Regions from separate parts of the Mus musculus genome. Here region 1 is linked to region 2. The links are chromatin contacts, called in public promoter capture Hi-C maps. All regions are on one chromosome and are shown on one strand. Each heading gives the region's core, a stretch centred on a gene start, on an enhancer-like site or on the middle of the called end of the contact. The rest is flanking DNA. Distances are from core to core; before and after follow the strand shown.

The links. Promoter capture Hi-C pulls out the DNA fragments that hold promoters and counts their contacts.
Region 1: a promoter capture Hi-C map of macrophages shows a contact between it and region 2, with 7 read pairs. The contact joins the promoter of Bicd1 here to the enhancer-like site in region 2. A contact is called at or near these places in 4 of 39 promoter capture datasets (the HPC-7 cell line, embryonic stem cells, macrophages and 1 more) and 4 of 115 datasets of contacts at active chromatin or transcription factors (effector CD8 T cells, embryonic stem cells and memory CD8 T cells).

Annotation. Positions count from the first base shown.
Region 1 is chr6:149,405,367-149,410,966 of GRCm38.p6, forward strand. Bicd1 (BICD cargo adaptor 1) reads left to right here and starts at 3,618. Exons shown (of 9, transcript NM_009753.4): 1 at 3,618-4,275. The coding sequence starts at 4,063. It also overlaps the pseudogene Gm15783.
Region 2 is chr6:149,371,243-149,377,167 of GRCm38.p6, forward strand. No RefSeq gene overlaps it. Among named protein-coding and RNA genes, the nearest start is that of Gm38930, 21 kb to the left of the region's middle. Within about 2 kb of position 4,134, at least 115 of the 459 cell types and tissues checked have an H3K27ac peak or open chromatin away from gene starts, as enhancers often do. A contact at or near this core is called in the HPC-7 cell line, effector CD8 T cells, embryonic stem cells and 3 more, where this site is marked.

The sequences.
Region 1 (5,600 bases), core at 2,368-4,867, 34 kb after region 2:
ATGCAGATGAGAACTTTGAATTGTTGGTTGTAGTAGTACATGTCCATAATTACTGCTTCAGTGTGGGCTGTATAGTGAGTGAGTTCCAGGCCAACTTGAGCAAGATGCCACTTCAAAAAACAAAACAAAATAACCAACCAAACAAACAAAAACAGAAAAAGTAGGGGCTAGAAAGATTGCTCAGTAGTTAAGAACATTTGTTGTTTTTGTAGAGGACCTGGGTTTGGTTTCTAGTACCTATGTAGCTCACAATCATCCCAAACTCCAGTTCTAGGGTACTCAGCACTCTCTTATGACATCTGCTGTCATTGGGTATACATGCAGTGTACATGCATACATGCAGGCAGAGCACTCATACACATGAAAAATGTTTAAAAACAAACCAAATTTACATATGGAGATATAGAAATCCAATTGTGACACGAAAGTGCCTTTTTGTTTGTTTTGTTTTTGTTTTTAAATGAAAACTGCTGAGAAAGACCTGGCACAGAAACAGAACCTGATAGAAGAATTTTGGAAATGTGTGGGAACATACAAGAACTTCTTGGTAGGCATTGGTGGCACACACCTGAAATTCTAGCACTCAGGAGGAAGAGGCAGGTGGATCTCTGAGTTTGAGGTCAGCTTGGTCTACACAGAAAGTTCAAGGATAGCTAGGAATACACAGAGAAAACTTGTCTTAAAAAACAAACAAACAAACAAAAAAACAGAAAAACAAAACAAAAAGGAGAAAAAAAAAGAACTTTTTTTTTTTGTTTTGTCTTGTTTTGTTTTTGTTTTTTAAATCTGCTTTGTGGCCAGAACAGCAGTCTTAAGGGCATCCAAAATGTGTGGAAACACAGCTAGATGCTCTTTGACAAAATCACAGTGATGATTATGAGATTATGTTGAAATTCTTTTGACAAGTGCCACCCAGTCAGGAAGAATTTGAGGAGTAGAATAGATGAAGGAGTGGTTCAAAAAGCACATGGAAAGAGACTTTGCCTGAGACAGGAACAAAGCACTATTTACTGTGAGCCTGGATCTGAGTCGCTGGAACAGTTTTCCCTTCCATGATACCATAGCTGAGCATGTCCATTGCTCTCAAGGGGGATATGGTGAGCCTGCTATCCAACTAAAAAGTATGCAAGTAGGGTGATGCGGACTGCAAAATAGGCCCAAATCCTCCTAATGCCTTTTGGTTAGGAGGTGACTTATTCAAAGTGACCATCAAATACATATAGGATGTACAGTCAGGAGGATTCTGGCAGATGAATTGTGACCTACCACAGAGTGCACCCGAGTCTAAAGAAGAGTCAAAAGAGGATGGTGATAACTGACTTGGAGACTCAGGACTGAGGTCTACCCATTTTCGGTCTCTTCCCTGAACCATACAGGACTGCTTCCACCCCTCTCTAGGGAACAGTTATGTACTTTGTTGCATATGAAGACAAGACAGGGTGATGGGAAATGACTGATTCTATAAAGAATATTTTTTTCATAGAATGTGTTCCTGCAGACAGAAAGAGAAGAAAAACAATTTTTGATGAGATTTACAGACAAAATAAACAAGATAGAGAATTGCAATTTCTTATGTATAACTTTATCATACTGTACCCCATAAACATGTACAATTATTATATGTCGATAAAAAAGAAAAATAAAACAAAAAGTTACATTGAGTCCTTGGAGAATATAGTACCTTTCTAGTAGGGAAGTGCCAAGGATGTGTCTATGGCTAAGAAATAACCCAGCAGGGGCTGGCGGGATGGCTCAGTGGTTAAAGAGCGCCGACTGCTCTTCTGAAGGTCCTGAGTTCAAATCCCAGCAACCACATGGTGGCTCACAACCATCCGTAATGAAATCTGATGGCCTCTTCTGGAGTATCTGAGGATAGCTACAGTGTACTTACATATAAATAAAAAAAAAAAAAAAAAAAGAAAAGAAATAACCCAGCAATCACAGAGAAACTGTTAGCCACTGATTTTGGAGATGCAATCCTTTTTCAACACCTATAAGTGGGAGATAGTGGTTTCTATATCAGGGTTGTCATGATGTATCTAACATGCTTTGAAGAATGCATGACTCACTATCTCAAGAACTTTGCTCTTATTTAAAGGGTGCATTTTTTTTTTTTTTGCTTAGTAGAATATCATAAATACCTTCTAAGAGAAATTGCAGACTCATTTCCTTTACTGAAGAATCCATGTAGTAAGGCCTATATAGAACTATCTGGAAGAAATACAGTGCCCGATATTTCAACCTTCCTAATGCTGTGACCCTTTAATTCAGTACCTCACATTGTGGTGACCCCCAACCATTAAATTATTTTTGTTGCTACTTGATAACTGCATTTTTTCTACTGTTATGACTTGTAATGTAAATGTCTGATATGAGACCTTTGTGAAAGGATTGTTCAAGCCCTGAAGGGGTTTCTACCCACAGGTTGAGAACCACTGGCCTAGAGACTTACTGAGCACCTGCAGATGTTATACAACAATTTCCTCCCAGATAGAACAGTTCATCTTAACAGAATTTCAATATACAGGATGTTCTAAAGAGAAGTAAAACATTCCATCCTTCTAGGAAGCTCTTAAACCCAGGAAGTAAACAACTCAAAGGCTTCCGTAAATTCATGAAACTAATGAGATTCACTCCTTCCCCAAGGATATATAATCAGGAAAGCAGGCCGAGAGTTGGGACAGACATGCTTAGCTACCTAGGAGAGACACAAATCACCAGAGCTATGTGAAACAGACAGTCTCCAACCTACTGAGCTGCTTTCAAGTTGTGTAGTATGGTTCAGGTTTTCCAGTGTCTATGATCTGTCACCCCTGGGGTGGGCTTTTGGTGATGTAGATATTTTTGAGTCATTTCTGTTTCTGTAAATAACCCCTCACTTATATTCCTTTAAATATTATTTCAATAAAACCCGTTGGTTCATCAAGTTGGACTGTGGTGGTAGCCTTACTGGGGTGAATAGATATTTGTTCACATCTCTCCAGTAATTACGTTATGCAGTAAGGTAGTATGATGAACTAAGTGCACAGAGGCTTAGGTTGGGGGACAGCAAAGTTCTCTGGTAGAGTGTTAGGTGGACTAGACCAAATTAGACAGAGTCTGAGAAAGGAGGAAGGACTCCCAAGGTACATCTATCAAGCTTTGGAAAAGCAGCATTCTTGAAAGCACTAGCTCTGTTTGTTTTCTGTGGGCTCACTGCACTCCAGTAGGCTTCGAATTCCCACCTCAGAAAACTTAGCCCGTTGGAGGCCTTCTTAGTGTTCTGATCTTTCAGACACCAATCACCCTTTCCAACACCCTTGCCCTTTCTTCAGCTGCCCTGGCTTCCTCAGTCTAGCATCTCTTCTCAGATGCAGTCCTCTTCCATCCCCCAGCCTCCTTAGCCTCCACTTCTCTTTAAGACACCCATTTTCCTCAGCCTTCATTCCGCCTCAGCGCGGTTCCCCCTCCTCAGCCCTCCGTAGTCTCCCATCATTCCTCAGCTAGTTCTGGGTCCCTCTGCCCTCATCCCTCTTCAGCAGTCGGCTGTGCTGCGCTGCGAGGCTCGGTGGGGTTTTGGATTTGCTCCTCCCCTTCCCTACCTCCCTGCATTCTGAGTGGCTGAGAGGAAGAGGACCAGTTGGAGTCCGCATCTGTGTGCACTGGCTGCCGCAGGGCCCAGCAAGCAGGTGGAGCTCAGCCTCCCACGGAGCATTGGGCGGTGGACCGCAGTGACGCGGCCTGAGACATGGCGGCCACGCGCCTCTGAGGCCGCAGAACCGGAGTCTCTTGCTGCGCGAGTTGCCCCTTGGCCATGCAGCTTGGCTGCTGACTGCCCCGGCGCGTGGCCCGGAGGATCCCGGCTGCGGTCATCACCTTGCAGTCTCCATGCTGCAGGGTATATTCCTCCCATATTCCATGTATTCCTCCTCAGTGCTTCCGGCCGTGTAGCCGCAGCTGCCGGCCGGGCCTCAGGGCGCTCTACCTATTATTCATCAGGCACTTTTCTTTTCCATTTTTATTTTCATTCCTATTTGCTTCTCCTTTTCCCTTCTGCTTTGCGTCTATCTCCGCCACCCCGCTATGGCCGCAGAGGAGGCGCTGAAGACGGTAGACCAATATAAGACTGAAATAGAGAGACTGACCAAGGAGCTCACAGAAACGACCCATGAGAAGATCCAGGCTGCAGAGTATGGGCTGGTGGTGCTGGAGGAGAAACTGACTCTCAAGCAACAGTATGACGAGCTGGAGGCCGAGTATGACGGCCTCAAACAAGAGCTGGAGCAGCTCAGAGAGGTGAGCAACCCGTCTCCTATTTCCCTCTCCAGGTTTGGCATTTCTCAGTGCCAGTCATCACTGTAAAGAAGTCAGAAGGGATATGGCCAGAAGGACTTCATCTTAGAGCCCTTTGTTGATAAGAGAATATTGAAAGAGTCCATTGTTTTCACCAATAGAAAAATTACCCAAGAAATGAATGCATAAGCTGGAATGGGAAGCTCTTTATTATGTGGGGGAGGGAGAGTCACAAGAAGTCTTCAGGCATCCGTGCTGGCAGGTAACATTGAATTGGGTTGAAATGCATAAATCAAACTTCTCAAACTGCTGTTATTTCAAACCCAGATATCAATGACCATAATCCATCCAATTGATGAGGTTTGTGCCTGAGGACCTACAATTTCAGGATGGTAGAATTTGGTACTTCAGTCGTCTGCTGAGTAATTGCTCCTTGGTGAAATAGGAACTAGTTATTAGGACTCACCAGTCCCGTTTGACGTTGGCTTTAGTCCTTGTCATGGGGCTGTAGGAGCAAAACAACTTTGCTGGGTGGTTTTGCTGCCCTTAATTTCACCTCTGTGCAAGGCTGGGCTATGCTTATGTCTTATAGAAGGCACCCTGAGACTGAGGAAAATCAAAATCATCTCCATATGGTGAGACATGAGAAAGAAATGTAAAATATATGGATATCTATGCCTTGCCTATCAAATATGGCCCTTCAGGTTGAAATTACTGTATTTATAAAATCAGAATATCACCAATGTTCTGTGAATAACATTTCCCCCCCTATTTTTATATTTCCTTCTTCTAAGGGTAATGTACTGAAATGTCCAACCAAATATTCATAAGGATTATACATACTATTTAAGACACTGGAAATAGCAAGCAGTCGTGTATAAATGTTAGTATACATAAACACAGATTTTCTGTGTGACAAGTCTTTATTTTTAGGTGCATACTAACATTTTAAATGTTAGGCATATCATACATAAATAGAAATACTTTTCTTATAATCTAAGCTTATTTTAGGGAAAGGGGAGGCCCAGTTTTGTATTGTCACAGTTAAAAAAACATGAGTATGACATTCTAATCAACTCACCTAACTTATAAATAATACATATTTAAACCTTTAATTATGCTATTTTATTTAGATGCTTAAATACCAAAATATGTAAATAGATATAGTTGAAAACAATAGATAGAGATATAATTTTTATATACCGGGCTATAAATTCTAGTTCATGCTTTTCTTGCTATATTCATATCTGGATTTAATGGTATCTGTACTTATATTTTCTAAATATGTCTTAGATTATGTCTTAGACTGACATGTTTTAGATGCTAAA
Region 2 (5,925 bases), core at 2,884-5,383:
CTTTGGCTCCTTGGGTCCTTTCTCTAACTCCTACATTGGGGACCTTGTGCTCAGTCCAATGATCGGCTGCGAGCATCCACCTCTGCATTTGTCAGGCACTGGTAGAGTCTCTCAGGAGACAGCTATAACAGGTTTCTGTCAGCAAGCACATGTTGGCATCCACAATAGTGTCTGGGTTTGGTGACTGTATATGGGATGGATACCCGGGTGGGGTAGTCTATGGATGGTCATTCCTTCAGTCTCTGTTCCACACTTTTTCTCTGTAACTCCTTCCATGGGTATTTTGTTCCCTCTTATAAGAAGGAATGAAGTATCCATACTTTGGTCTTCCTTCTTCTTGAGTTTCATGTGTTTTGTGAATTAGGTATTCCAAGCTTCTGGGCTAATATCCACTTATCAGTAAGTTCATACCATGTGTGTTCTTTTGTGATTGGGTTACCTCACCCAGGATGATATTTTCTAGTTCCATCCATTTGCCTAAGAATATCATGAATTCATTGTTTTTAATAGCTGAGTAGTACTCCATTGTGTAAATGTACCACATTTTCTGTATCCATTCCTCTGTTGAGGGACATCTGGGTTCTTTCCAGCTTCTTGCTATTATAAATGAGGCTGCTATGAACATAGTGGAGCATGTGTCCTTGTTATATATTGGCGCATCTTCTGGGTATATGCCCAGGAGTGGTATTGCTGAGTCCTCAGGTAGTACTATGTTTAATTTTTCTGAGGAACTGTCAAACTGATTTCCAGAGTGGTTGTACCAGCTTGCAATCCCACCAGGAATGGAGGAGTGTTCCTCTTTCTCCACATCCTCGCCAGCATTTGCTGTCACCTGAGTTTTTTAACTTAGCCATTATGTCTGGTGTGAGGTAGAATCTCAGGGTTGTTTTGATTTGCATTTTGCTGATGACTAAGGATGTTGAACATTTCTTTAGGTGCTTCTCAGCCATTCAGTATTCCTCAGTTAAGAATTCTTTGTTTAGCTCTGTACCCCATTTTTAATAGGGTTATTTGGTTCTCTGGAGTCTAACTTCTAGAGTTCTTTGTATATATTGCATATTAAGCCTCTATCAGATGTAGGATTGGTAAAGATCTTTTCCCAATCTGTTGGTTGCCGCTTTGTCCTATTGACAGTGTCCTTTGCCTTACAGAAGCTTTGCAATTTTATGAGGTCTCATTTGTCAATTCTTGATCTTAGAGCTTAAGCTATTGGTGTTCTGTCCAGGAAATTTTCCCCTATGCCCATGTGTTCAAGGCTCTTCCCCACTTTCTCTTCTATTAGTTTCAGTGTATCTGGTTTTATGTGGAGGTCCTTGATCCACTTGAACTTGAGCTTTGTACAGGGAGATAAGAATGGATCGATTTGCATTCTTCTACATGCTAACTGCCAGTTGAGCCAGCACCATTTATTGAAAATGCTTTTTTCCACTGAATGGTTTTAGCTCCTTTGTCAAAAATCAAGTGTCCATAGGTGTGTGGGTTCATTTCTGGATCTTCAATTCTATTCCATTGATCTACCTGTCACCGTACCAATACCATGCAGTTTTTTTGTTTGTTTGTTTTTGTTTGGTTTCTTGCTTTTTGTTGTTGTTGTTGTTTTTAAGACAGGGTTTCTCTGTGCAGCTCTGGCTGTCCTGGAACTCAGGCTGTAGACCAGGCTGGCCTCGAACTCAGAAATCCGCCTGCCTCTGCCTCCCAAGTGCTGGGATTAAAGGCGTGCGCCACCATGCCCAGTGCATGCCTCAATCTTGAAGCTATTGTGGATAGTTATGTAGCTCATATCCCTGGTCCTCTGCAATTAGATCTTGATCTTTGTCTTAGGACCATCAACTGTACCATCACCTATGACAGCTTTAATAAAAGCAACCAAGTGATTTAGAATGTAAGGGCCAAAGGTCAGAATAAGGAACAAAATGATCAGAAGTCCTAACAATGCAGAAATCAAAGTAGTAAACCAGGGGGAGCTGTTAAACTAAGACTCAAACCAGCTCTGTCTCTCTTCTCTCTTCTGGCTGGCTAACCCTTCTCTCACCTTGGCCATTGAATCTTTATCCCTGGAATGGTCTCCAGTATGTGCTTCCAGATGTTTCACACCCTCAGGTAGTGAAGAAATTGTTGGCCCCCTAACACTGATGGGCCTGATACTGGCTTCTCCCATCTTGGGGATACACATATATGGGGGTTTCTCACAGGACACTTCAATTTTGGGTGTCTGCACCCTAAGCCCCACCCTCCGTGGCCACTTCTGAGGCGCAGTTTAGATTTACAAGTCCCTCGTCCCCCACATTCAGGCAATCCTTCTCCCTGTGCCTCCAGGGCAGCAACACCCCTGAAGTCAAGGCCTACCACTAAATCAGGGATCAAAGTCAGGGTCCAGCCACCAGATACAATGTGGGTAGTGGACCAAGCCACATCACCAGTGGCTGGGAGCACCTGCCAAGTCACCCTGGTAGGGTTGTTGGGGCTGCTGAGACTCAGTGCCAGAAGACACACCATAGCCGTCTCATAGTTTCTCTGGCCTTGCAGAAGGGTGTTGCTTGGGTGTCTGCTGCTATCTAGTTGGTGTCAGGCGCAGGTGCTGATCTGATTGAACCCAGGCAGTTACTCCATCCACTTTAACGGAGGTGGGGTGGTCAGCAACACCAGGGATTGTTTGCTTCTGAGTGTTCAGCACAGTCTCTTAACATACACCCAATCTCCACCTTGGAACTCTTGTGGAACCTCTGGGGTACCTGCATCATACAGGGCACTAAGTTTAGGCCACAGTTCCAGATGGCTGATCTGGGAAGCTTGCAATCAAACCATAAGATCCTTGTCAGCCTGAAAAGTCACTCTGGTGGGGATCAAGAGCCAGGGTCAAGGGAGTGGGTGTCCCATGCAGGATCTCAACAGGGGTCAGGTTAAAATGGTAGGGGGTGTTCAGGGCCAAGGGGAGGGGCACCAACCAGTCAAAGCCAGTCTCCAAGGTCAACTTAGCCAAGGTCTCTTGTAGGGGTTCTGTTTATTTTCTCTATCTGCTTTGAGCTCTGGGGACAGTACACACAATGGGGATTCCTATTAGTCCCCAATATCTCTGCCAATCCCTGACTTACCTTAAGAGACAAAAGCAGAACCATCGATTGTCCAATCTAATTACCTTGGGCACTCTGAACCTCTGGAAAATTTTCTTCTAATATCTTCTTAGCTACCACGGTAGCTGTTTCCTGCTTGGTGGGGAATGTTTCAACCCATCCAGGGAAAACTACACCTGATGGGTGTTCCCAGACTGGTATAGGTTTCTTTACAATGAGGGTCATCAGATCATACAATTGATGCATGATACATCTTTGTAATCTAGTCTTAAGACATGGCAGTTATGTAAATCTCAAGAAATGTAATTTCTTGGGTCTATTTTTATGACTAGTTACACATTACAATAAATAAGCTAAGCTACATGAGACTCCTTGCTAATTGCCAAACTACCAGTACAGAATGACCACAAATTCTTCACAAGAAATTTCCATAAAGCTTAGTTTCAATAGTCCCCAACAACTTATTATGTGTGTTAAGATGAACTAGAGGAGAAAATCCTGAAGGTTTTAAACAGTGATAAGCAAGCAAAAATATTAATTACTCTAATAGATTTGTATAGACTGTAAACCTACAGATTTTTAAAACCTTAGCTGTGTCATGTAATGTTTTCTTGGAAGTTGTCTTGTGAGAAGGTCATATGATGTTTTTCTGGAAGCTGTCTTGAGAAAGGTCATGTGATATTTTGCTGAAAACAGATACTTGAGAGGGTGGTGGGTGGTGGTGATATTCAGAAAGAATATAAGTAGAACCCTGAAGATAGTGAAAGGAAAAGCATCATGTACCCTCCCCCAAGACAGCGTCCAGAAAAACATCATGTGACACCACTGAGTTTTTTTTTTTTTTTAATGAAACCAGAAACTTTCACTTCAATTCTGTGCTTTGTAAATGTGTATAATTGTTTAAATTTTTCAGATAACAAAGATTGGGCCTGACAGGATCTTTTTACTTCTGCTTTCCATCGGCTCAGTATGTGGTTAGGAGTAGGGATCTACATGTCACTTCTTGCCTAGTGTTATGGTTGAAGTGACCTCTCAGTTGTGGGACACTGCTGCCATCAGGTGGTGATAGTCACTTAATGACTTCTGATGTGAAGAAACAAATCCTTTATCAGATTCCAGAGACTACCAGTCAGAGGTGTGCACAAAAAACATGAAGGCTCAGCATGGTGGCACACACCTTTAACCCCAGTGCTTAAGAGTTCAGAGGCAAGTAGATTTCTGAGTTCAAGGCCAGCCTGGTCTACATAGTGAGTTCCAGGACAGCCAGGACTACATAGTGAGACTCTGCCACAAACAAACAAAAAGAAAGAAAAAAATATGGAGAAGCAAAATACAATACCAGAATTTCTACTTCCTTTCATTTTTATAAAAAAAAGGTCAAGTAATTGTACTAATATTGAATATATCAGTTGTGTTCAGAATTCTTCATCCTGAATGAATTCTAAGTTTCCGCTCAGTATCACCTTCTCAGGGAAACGTTGAAGCCTCATGCTGTTATCAAGCTTAGAGGCCACAGCCTGTACCCCAAACCAGGTTCAGTTATCGGTCCTCAGTGGGCCAATTAAATGAGTCAAATTAATAGCGGAAGTCAGTAAGAGAAGATTTATTAAATATGGCCATATTGGAAAGATAGACGAGACTCTGTAATTCTATGTCTTAGGGTAACTATTGGTGTGCTAAAAACACAATGATCAAAGCAACTTGGAGAGGAAAGGGTTTATTTGACTTACGCTTCTATATAACTGTTCATCATTGAAGGAAGTCAGGACAAGAACTCAATCAGGGCAGGAACTTGGAGGCAGGAGCTGATGCAGCAGCCATGGAGTCATGCTGCTTACTGGTTTGCTTTCCCTAGCTTGCTCAGCCTGCTTTTTTTGGTTTGTTTGTTATAGAACTGGACCCTCCAACATTGTCTTAGTTAGGGTTTTACTGCTGTGAACAGACACCATGACCATGGCAAGTCTTATAAAAAGCAACATTTAATTGGAGCTGCTTACAGGTTCAGAGGTTCAGTCCATTATTATCATGGAGCATGGCAGCATCCAGGCAGGCATGGCACAGGCAGAGCTGAGAGTTCTATGTCTTCATCCAAAGGCTGCTAGTGGAAGACTGACTTCCAGGCAACTAGGGTGAAGATCTCATACCCACACCGAGAATGACACACCCATTCCAACCAGGTCACACCCATTCCAACAAGGCCACACCTCCAGATGGTGCCACTCCCTGGTCCAAGGATATACAAACCATCACAAACATCAATCACTAGTTAGGAAAATGTTCTACACACTTGCCAGAAACTTGAGCTTATGGAAGCATTTCCTCAGTTGAGGCTCCTTCCTCTCCCATGACTCTGCATTGTGTCAGGTTGACTTAAAACTAACCAGCACACCCCCTAAATCTTTGGGGTCCTGAAATGAGATTAAAGTTAAAATAATGAACCAGGGATATACAAATCAAGGTATGGTTCTGTCTACTTCAAATATAATAATGTGGCCTCATCTCATGCCTACAAATAATTCTCCCCAGAAATAGCATTGCTCTCCACACGTAGGGGACAGTTTTATATTTCTGGAATCCTATTCTGGTTAAGGTGGAGGGAATGGGCAGATTTGCATGAACAACTTTGTCATTTGGTAGGTAGGATTTGGGGATACTAAAAAATAATAGAGCAGTTTCACAGTACAAAACTGTTCCCCAGTCTAAGTAGTTATTCTAGTGCCCTTTTCATATTTGTGAAAATTAAAGATCTGGCTTTAATCATAACTTTTTGCTGAGTGTTAATAAAATATTTTCATAGTTTTACTAAATGTTGAATTCTGGAAATCTAACCATTGTGAATACATAGGAAAAAATA